Regions from separate parts of the Gossypium hirsutum genome. Here regions 1 and 2 are each linked to region 3. A link is a contact called in public Hi-C data. All regions are on one chromosome and are shown on one strand. Each heading gives the region's core, a stretch centred on a gene start, on an enhancer-like site or on the middle of the called end of the contact. The rest is flanking DNA. Distances are from core to core; before and after follow the strand shown.

Evidence for each region. Hi-C and Micro-C count contacts between places; a contact is called where the count stands out from the background.
Region 1: a contact with region 3 is called in a Hi-C map of leaf, with 1.9 times the contacts expected there. The contact joins the promoter of LOC107955149 here to the promoter of LOC107955141 in region 3. A contact is called at or near these places in 2 of 34 Hi-C or Micro-C datasets (both in leaf).
Region 2: a Hi-C map of leaf shows a contact between it and region 3, with 1.7 times the contacts expected there. The contact joins the promoter of LOC107955147 here to the promoter of LOC107955141 in region 3. A contact is called at or near these places in 3 of 34 Hi-C or Micro-C datasets (all in leaf).

The regions. Positions count from the first base shown.
Region 1 is chrD04:12,540,388-12,543,386 of Gossypium_hirsutum_v2.1, reverse strand. It overlaps LOC107955149 (7-deoxyloganetic acid glucosyltransferase), which reads left to right and starts at 1,302. Exons shown (of 2, transcript XM_016890874.2): 1 at 1,302-1,974; 2 at 2,727-2,999. The coding sequence starts at 1,326.
Region 2 is chrD04:12,386,297-12,389,301 of Gossypium_hirsutum_v2.1, reverse strand. LOC107955147 (NAD(P)H-quinone oxidoreductase subunit S, chloroplastic) reads left to right here and starts at 1,646. Exons shown (of 1, transcript XM_016890872.2): 1 at 1,646-2,452. The coding sequence starts at 1,646. The coding sequence ends at 2,338. LOC107955146 reads right to left here. Exons shown (of 5, transcript XM_016890871.2): 4 at 2,785-2,898; 5 at 2,424-2,692. The coding sequence ends at 2,595.
Region 3 is chrD04:12,087,765-12,090,912 of Gossypium_hirsutum_v2.1, reverse strand. LOC107955141 reads right to left here and starts at 1,508. Exons shown (of 3, transcript XM_016890868.2): 1 at 1,158-1,508; 2 at 445-782; 3 at 1-367. The coding sequence starts at 1,430. The coding sequence ends at 208.

The DNA.
Region 1 (2,999 bases), core at 53-2,552, 450 kb before region 3:
ATCAAACAAAATGATTAAAAACTCTCAAATTTCTCCCAAATCTACTTGCATGGTGCCCTGTCATAGTTAGGGATAAGCAAAACTCGATTTGATTAAAAAAAATCGATTTTTTCAAATTTTGAGTTAATCGAATCGAGTTATTCGAATTATTCGAGTCAAATCGAATAACTCGAGTCGAGTTCGAGTCGACTTGAATTTCACAATTCGAATAACTCGAATCATTTGAATAACAGATTGGTGTAAATACCCCTTTTGGTCCTTGTCAATTTTAAAAATAAGCAAATTGGTCTCTCTCTCAACAAAAATTACAAAATAATTCAAAATAATTTTTAAATTTCAAAATATTTATAAAAATTTGAAAATTTATATTTTAAAAAAATATAATGATTTTAAAAAATTCTAAAAAATATATAAAATTTTTCTAAAATAATAATTTTATGGACCTAATTAATGATTTAAAATTATCATACTCAAGTATCTTATTTTTTTATTATTTTATTTTGAATTTTTTTAAATATATATGGTTTCAAATTTATGTGCTCTAACATAAAATTAATTATAATATAACAATATTTTTATTTAACATATTTTATTTTCTTTAATTTAACTCGAAAATTTCGATTCAAATTTTATTTCACTTGACTAGATTTGAAAAAATTTCAAATTGAGTGAGGATGATAAAGTAAGACTCGTAAACTCAATTAACTCAAAATGTTTTTACTCGATTCGATCGAACGTTGACCCCAAATTGTAGTGCTAACACTATGAAACAAAGCTCGTAAATATAATCACGTGGAAAGCTTTCTCTCCTTCAAATTTGTCTAAGCATTCTCTAACAGTTTTCGAAAAGCTCTTATTGTACCATGTTTTTAGGGAAAAATATTTTCTAAAATTATAGCATGTTTTGTAATTTGTCTAATTTTTTTTAATGTTGAAGTGGTTAATGAAGAAGATAAATGTGTGATGTGGGTATGTTGTTACTATGGGTAGGTAAATAGTAATAATTTAATTGTATATTATCAAAATAAAATAAAATTAATTGAAGCTCAAATAGTAGATAATGAGCAGAGAGAAATTGTTCAATTTCATCCAAGTGGGCTATTTTTTTTACCCTTTTTAAGTCATAAATAATTTTTATTATCTTTTTTTGTAATTTTTATCTTATTTTCTATATTTTGTTATGATTTTTATATTTCTATGATTTTTTATTAAGTTTTACAATTTTTATATTTTAAAAAATTTAAAAGAAATATCTTTTTTTTTTCACTACGTTATCCTTCTAGTAACTATCAACTATCCTGTCGGTCACATATCTCCCATTCACCATGTGCCACCGTACTTCTATTGGCTCTCTCACTCGGTATAGCGAACCAAATGGTCCTATTCTATTGCCGTATTTCAATCATAAAGCAAGTAGAAGCAAAATCCAAGTTGTAAAAAATCAAATCTTGCAAAAGAAAATGGCGCAAGAACAACAACAACAGCCACACACATCATCATCTCATGTACTAATCTTCCCTCTCCCGGCACAAGGCCATGTCAACTCCATGCTGAAGCTAGCTGAGCTATTAGCACATGCAGGCCTCAAGGTCACCTTCCTAAACTCCCACTTCATCCATCAACAACTTCTTCGTCACACCGATATTCTTTCCCGCTTCGCCAAATATGCGGGATTCCAATTCAAGACCATATTAGATGGTGTCCCTAACGATCATCCCAGAGTAGGCGGTGATTTTGTGAGGAAGCTCTTTGATGGTTTGGAATTGATAACCAAACCACTTTTCAAGGATATGCTGGTTAATAGTAAGCCGAAAGTGGATTGTATTATAGGAGATGGGGTCTTAGGGATCGCACTTGATATTGCTGATGACCTTGGAATTCCCATCATTCAGTTTCGTACCATTAGTGCTTGCAGTCTCTGGGCTTATTTTGCAATCCCTGATATGATCCATGCCGGGGAGCTTCCTATCAAAGGTATTATTCCTTTCTTATTCTTTTCCATGAATTTGTTTGAGTTTAATAACTTAACTCATCCATCAATCATAAGACGCTATTTCTTAAACTTGAAGTTCGAATCCAGTGTCTTCTGTAAGCGAAGATAAATGAAAATTCTACACTAATAATTAGAGTTTGGGTTAACAGTAGGATGCGAAAATATCCCTGTTTTGATTTGTCTCAAATTTATAGGGGTCGATTTTTTTAATAAAATTTCTAGTCGGTGTGGATCCACCTCACCGTGTTTTATATATAATTTAATTTTGCTATTAATCTTGTACTTTCTAAAAGTTATAGATATAGTCTTTGTATTTTTTAAATTAGTCAATTTTAATTTTTTTTAATATAAAATTTTAGTTCTTACTTAAACAGTAGTAGTTAAATCTATTTGGTTAAATTCAATTACTTGTCTTGTACTATTCATAAAGTTGCCGATTTAGTTTATTTTCTTCATTTGGATCATTCTAAATTTTTATACATTTTCGAATTTTAAAATTTCAATCTTAATACAAATAACAGTCATTAATCTATTAATTAGACTTTTAATGAGTAATATGTAAAAATAATAAATTGTCATGAAATTACACATATGATAATATATTTAGCTATTTAAATTTTAATATTTTATTTTTAAGTACATATCTATGTTGTAAATCTGTATTTCCACACATACACATGTGATTTTTGATATCAAATAAGGCCTCTGACAAAGCTACATGTGTTTGTGGAAGGAAATGAAGATATGGATCGACTAATAACAAGTGTTCCAGGCATGGAAGCTTTTCTTAGATGTCGAGATCTTCCAAGTTTTTGCCGAGCAAGCGACACCAAAGATTCAATTCTCCAACAGTTGGCTCAAGAAACAAGAAAAAATTCCGAAGCCCACGGACTGTTATTGAACACCTTTGAAGACCTAGAAGGACCAATATTATCCCATATGCGAACTAAGTTTCCCAAAATCTACACAATTGGACCTCTCAATCTACACTTGAAGACTAGACTTT
Region 2 (3,005 bases), core at 397-2,896, 300 kb before region 3:
TCCTCTCGATCTTCGCCTAAAAGAAGACCAATCGAACACTTAAGCAGAGAATTCGAGCAAATTAAGCAAAACCCAAATTTGACAACAACGAACGATAACAAACGTTAATAGAAATTCAACAACAAAACTTACGTAGTTAACCTTTCAGTCAAAAAATAATGAAATGTGCAATTTTCCCAACAAACTGTAGCAAAAATTTAACAGAGAGAAATCAATAAGCAAGCAAATGAGAGGAACGACAGGAAGCAAAAACAAAAACAAAAACAAAAAGAAACATAAAAAGAAAAAGGGAAAGAAGGAAACCATTTAATTAATTTAAAATAACTAATTGCGAGTAGAAAAATAAATAAAATAAAAAAATACATTCCCTTTTCACTTATGTAGAGATTCGAACACAAGACCAAAAAGCATACAAAAATTTAACCATTAAACTAGTAGGCTCATTCTTAACACAAGTTAACGCAAAAATAAACTTAAGTCGAAAGTTCAAGGTTAAGGGTTAAGTCAAAACAAGTAGTAAAGATTTGAAAAAGATAGATTTAAATACTTGACCTTAAACACACAGTTAAGGCTCTAAACCAAGGTATCAAACACTTATCTTATTGATCAAATTTAACAAACGAACATTCAAATTTTTGGGACCTTACAGTTAAATCGGTTAATTTGGTCAAATGAATATTATTAATTTTTTTATATATATTTTAAACTTGTTTTAACAAAAAAAAACATATAAATTTCGGTTCGTTTAATTTTTTTTTTAAATTCGATTCAATTAACGGTTGAAGGATTAAAAAGTTCGATTAGTTTGGTTAACCGTTTAAATACCCATAATATTAACTCTAAATTATTTAGATTTGTTTTATAATGTGCAGTTGTTAATGAATTAGATATCAAATTCCGATCCTAATCCTTACCACCAATTATATTAAGTCACATTGTGAACATAAACCTCCAATTTCATAAAATAATTAACAAAAAAAAGTCAATTCTTCTTTCGCTCAAAAGATTTATAGTTTTTTTTTAATTGTTTTAAAATTGATTCCAGATTTTCTCCTTCATTTTGCATTCTCCATAAACGCTTATGGTCTCCCGCCATTCTCCTGTTTTAATTATCATCCATTTTACCATCTTACGCTAATTTTGTTGGAATCCAAAGTAACATTCCCGTAAAACTTCTTAATACATTATTCCTATATTTGATTACACATCTGCAGCAGAATCGAGTACCTTTCTAGTTTAATATAATGAAACGGTTAATCACATACCTCATTAAAAATATATATAAAATGAAGACTAATATTCATGTTATTAATAACTTTAAATTCTTTAGTTTTGTTTCTGATCATATTTGCTCTTTTTGACACAATATTATAATTTCTCTTAACTTACGAATAGGAGTATAATGAATTTTAGCACACTCGAAACCAAATCTTTTTGCATTGACAACAATACATATGTCAAACAAACAAAAATTCAATAAATTATTTTATTTTTTTTAATGTGCGGTTGTTAATGAATTGGATATTTATAATGTATAGTGGGACGAATAGTATGAAGATAAAATCAGCAACCAATAGAAAACATTTGTGGTTAGGATTAGAATCTACAAAAGGGCTACTTCTCCACTTGGACTCTGAACCAAACCATGGGTTCTTCTGCCATCACTCTCCCAACCCTTCAAGGTTCTCTATTTCAATCTCATTTCCTAGGAAAAAGCCCCATCACCCATCGTCCTTATAAACCATTTTTCTCGGTTGCCAAACAGCCTAAAAAGGCCTTCTATGCCAAGTTTGATCTATTTGAAATCTTGGGAGGTAGGGGGCTCTGCAATGGAGAAAAAGGCATTGAAGTTGAGCTAAAGAGAAACGTGGATGAAGCTTCATCAGTTGGTAACACAGATGTTGAAAGTTCTGACAGCACAGCAATCTCAGTTCAAGATGATGCTTTCGAAAAGGAGATGATGGGGCTAACCGGGGGGTTCCCCGGTGGTGAAAAGGGATTGAAAAAGTTCATTGAGGAAAACCCACCACCGGCGAAGCAATCAGTTTCCGATTCGGTAAGTATTGCTAGGCTTGGGAAGCCAAAATCACCGGAGTTGCCACTGTTAATGCCGGGAATGATCGCGATTGTTAAGAACCCGAACAACCCCTTCTACATGTACTGCGGCATTGTGCAGCGGATCACTGATGGGAAAGCAGGGGTTCTTTTCGAAGGTGGAAACTGGGATAGATTGATCACGTTTCGACTGGACGAGCTTGAACGCAGAGAAAAAGGCCCTCCAATGAAGAATCCAAAGTCTGTTGTTCTTGAAGCTTTGTTAGAAAAGGATCCAAAATGATTTCTGTGTCTCAAATGTATGAAATGGTACGAAGCAGTTTTTGACTATTAATGCTTAGTTAGGAATCATTGGCATATAAAAGATATGTTAAATGCTCTTTTATTGGTTCCTAAACTACATTATCACATTCTTGATTTCCTTATATAAACCAAAATACGATATACCTACAACATCAACTACTAACCTAATACTATACTGCAAATTTCCCAACAAAACAAATACTATTAAGAGAATTCTCAACTAAAATTTCCAGGGTTCAATAGCTCCACTCCTGGGGAAGATTTAGGCCTCTTTCTGCTCTATAATTTCTCCTTGTTTGGTTCAATAGTATATTTCTTCTGGCAACCAAAGCATCTGCATAATTTAGAACAATCAGGATTCAATGACTTAAATTTGGTTCAGTTAAGCTTTCGGAAGTGCAAAAATGGTGTGATCCGTAGGCTCACCATAGTTTGGGGCAAAGCTAGCTTTGAGATGTGGCTGAACATGACTGCTGGAATCAGCAAAATTCAGATTTAAAGCTTGAACAACCTTCGCTGGGACTAGCACTGTTGAGCAACCTGTTTCAAACAGAAATAAGAACCAAGCAAAAGAAAACTCAATAATTCATGGATTTAAGAAAAAAAACTGAGGAGCAAATATGTTGTTTCAAAGGGTTTAAAGGAGC
Region 3 (3,148 bases), core at 259-2,758:
ATTTTCACTATTCACTCACAAATATAATTTAATGGATGGATTCTTCACCATGTGAATGATAATGAAGAATGTGTACCGGAAATGGACCGAATTCTAACCCAAAAAGACGACCTAATCTCTTTAAAAATAGGTAAAACTACTCGTATCTTAGTTCATACAACAACTTGGAACGGTGCTAGTTTGACCTTACCATTTTTCATAAACTATTCATTCTTCAATGAACTTCTTGAGGTTCTTCAACCACAGAATATACTCCCGGCCATCCTTATTAATCATGTACTCGTGCAAGTAATTTGTGGTGCTCGGTTTGATTCCTCGGATCTCCAAATACTTGTGAAAAGCCTTCTGCAGGTTCTCATCCAAATCACTGCAAAACAAGAACATTAGTAATCGCATTCCATGCAAATCAATATTCCAATTTCACAATGTATCGAACAGGCTTACTAGAAATCTGGGCCTTCATAGGCGAGTTCATCCTCCGAGTTGGGATTTCGAACGGACAAACTATCTATGGTAATCTCATCAGGGTAAGCGGTACAGTTGAACTCTAAACTCGGACCATCTTTTTTTGAGACATTAACAACCAATGGGACATTTGATTTACTAGGCTTTTCAGTGTCATCATCATTGTCATCATCCGCTTCGCCTTCACCAGTGACAAGATCAGGCATGTGAACATTAACTTTGACGAGTTCACCATCATACTCTCGTGTTAATGTTATGGTTTGAAGCCCAGGAGTGTCTTCGATTTTGAAAGGGAATTCACTTGGAGTTCCTTCAGCCTGTGAAGAAACAAATTTTTTTTAAATGATTAAAAGACAATTCAAAATAAAGCATTGTTTTCAGCTTGAAAACTTAACATCAATACTAGCTATTAAGCGATTGTTCTGTTTTTTTTCCCCACAAATTCTCTCAATAACCATATTGTAAACGACTAAAAGCAGCTTCTAATTATGTTTCTCGGGTCGGATATAAGTGCTACAATGAGTGTTACCATGTTCCAAGACAGCTCTTGAATTCAATCCCTACAAGTCTTCAGTTGACACGATTTTGATTGTAAAACACCCAAAATCCAACTTCTATTTTTCCACTTACTTTTCGTACAAACCCTAAATGACAAAGAAAATGGGGAAAAGAAAAACTAATTAATTACTCACCTGATCATATTCATCACTCTCCTCGGCACACTGAATCTCAGACTCAATAACTCGGAGAAGAGACTCATCAGAAGCGGATTTTTGAGAATCAACAGCCGTTGAGAAATGTAGGGTGTTTGGGTAAAAACGGTTCACAGTAGGTTGCTGAGGCTGGAATCCATGGTTCAAGGCCGTGAAGATGCAAGAGTGGTAATTTCTCTGGACTCGGGTGAGTCGAATAGCGAGTGGTGCTAAGGAGTTAGCTGTTTTCCGGAGAATGGAAGTGAAAGCCATGGGGTAGAAAGGTTGCTAGGGTTTTGGGAACAGCTAGATTGTAGTACGTGAAGAGGGTTTTAGGTTATTTTAAAGGCAGCATTGATGTTGAGGTACTGATGGGCTATATTCAAAAGCTTCCCCTGTTGGGCCTAATTTGGTCTGGGATTGGGCAGTTACCCATAAATTCTCTAAATCTAACTTTATCCACTCGGGTTTAGCCTATTCTACAATGTCCCAACTGGATTATATGATGTTAACTCTAGGCATGGGGTCTTAACAAGCGGCTTTATTTCATTTGATTACTTATGCTTATTCGAAAGCATTGTTGTTTTTAGCATCTGTATTGATTATTCATTCCATGGAAACTATTGTTAGATATTCTTTAGAGAAAAGTTGGAATATAATTTTTATGTGTAAGAAAGCACGTGTCCATTACGATTTTAATCAAACAAATTATTAAAAATTTCAAATTTCACTAATTTCGATAAATTTGATCCAATTTCAACCAACCTTAATTTTATATTTACAATTTTTAATATTTAAATTTATTTATTATTCATGTTATTATCTATGTGTCAAAATCTAAATATAAAAATGAAAGGTTGCATAAAAAGGTTGAATTTATGTTAACCGAAACAGCAAATCTTATTAAGAAAACCATACATTTTTAAAAAAGAAAATCAATGAAACCTCAATTCTTTTGTGTAATTTCTCTTTGGATAAATTAGCTAGGTGATTATCCAACTTTTAGGTATGTTCCATTTTGATCACCCAATTTAAAAAACTTTCAATTTTATCATCAATTTTTTAAATTTTAAAATTTTAGTCACCCTGTTAAATACTTAATAGAAAGCTGACATGGGTGGTTTTTTATTGGTCTAATAATAAATTTAACTCTCCAATATTTATACATTTTATCAATTTGATCCTAAATCTAGCCATTTAGCCCTCAATATTTACAAAATTTCACAAACTTCAGTAATTTTCACAACAATGATCCTGTATTCTCTCTACTAGCAAATCGGTGAATTGCTTCCCTCTCAGCTTCTCTCCTTTCTTTTTAATTGTTTTATTTTTCTTTTCTATCTCTGCAATTTTGTGCTTTGCTTTGAAAGTTATTCAATTTTTGCACAAGAATGAAGAGAAGAAAACCCCAAAGGTAAAAATAAGAAAAAAAAAAGATGGAAAAGACCTATGCGCCCAAACGTGTTCCTTAACCAGGCCTAGTTAATTTTGGAGAAGCAAGAGTCTGAACTCTGTGTGTGTGTGTGTGTGTTTTAATGGGTTTCCCCTGTAATTTAGATAGTTGCTTCTTTTAGATATTGTTTTTCGCTACTTCAATTGATAGTTTCGTTGGTTAATTTAGTTCTTTTTGACTTATTTCTTATTGGGTTTTTTTTCTCCGATTTCCTTATGCCTGTGAAATTATCTGCACAAGTGTTTCAATTTCCCTTGAAGGGCTTGATTGTTCCACTTTTGGCTTGTTTATAAGTATGTGCCATCATCTCACACTGAAGAAGCCAAATTGGAACAAATCATCACTGATTTCTTGTAAGAGTCTTTTAGAATTAAATCGAATTTTTTTGTAAATGTAATAATTTTTTTAGAATTAGAACTAAATGATAAATTTTGTAAGCGTTGAGGGTTAAATTTGTTAAATTTTTAAATTTAAAGTTTAATTGATAAAATATACAAATATTGAAAATTTTAATTTGTTATTAGGCCAATAAAAAATT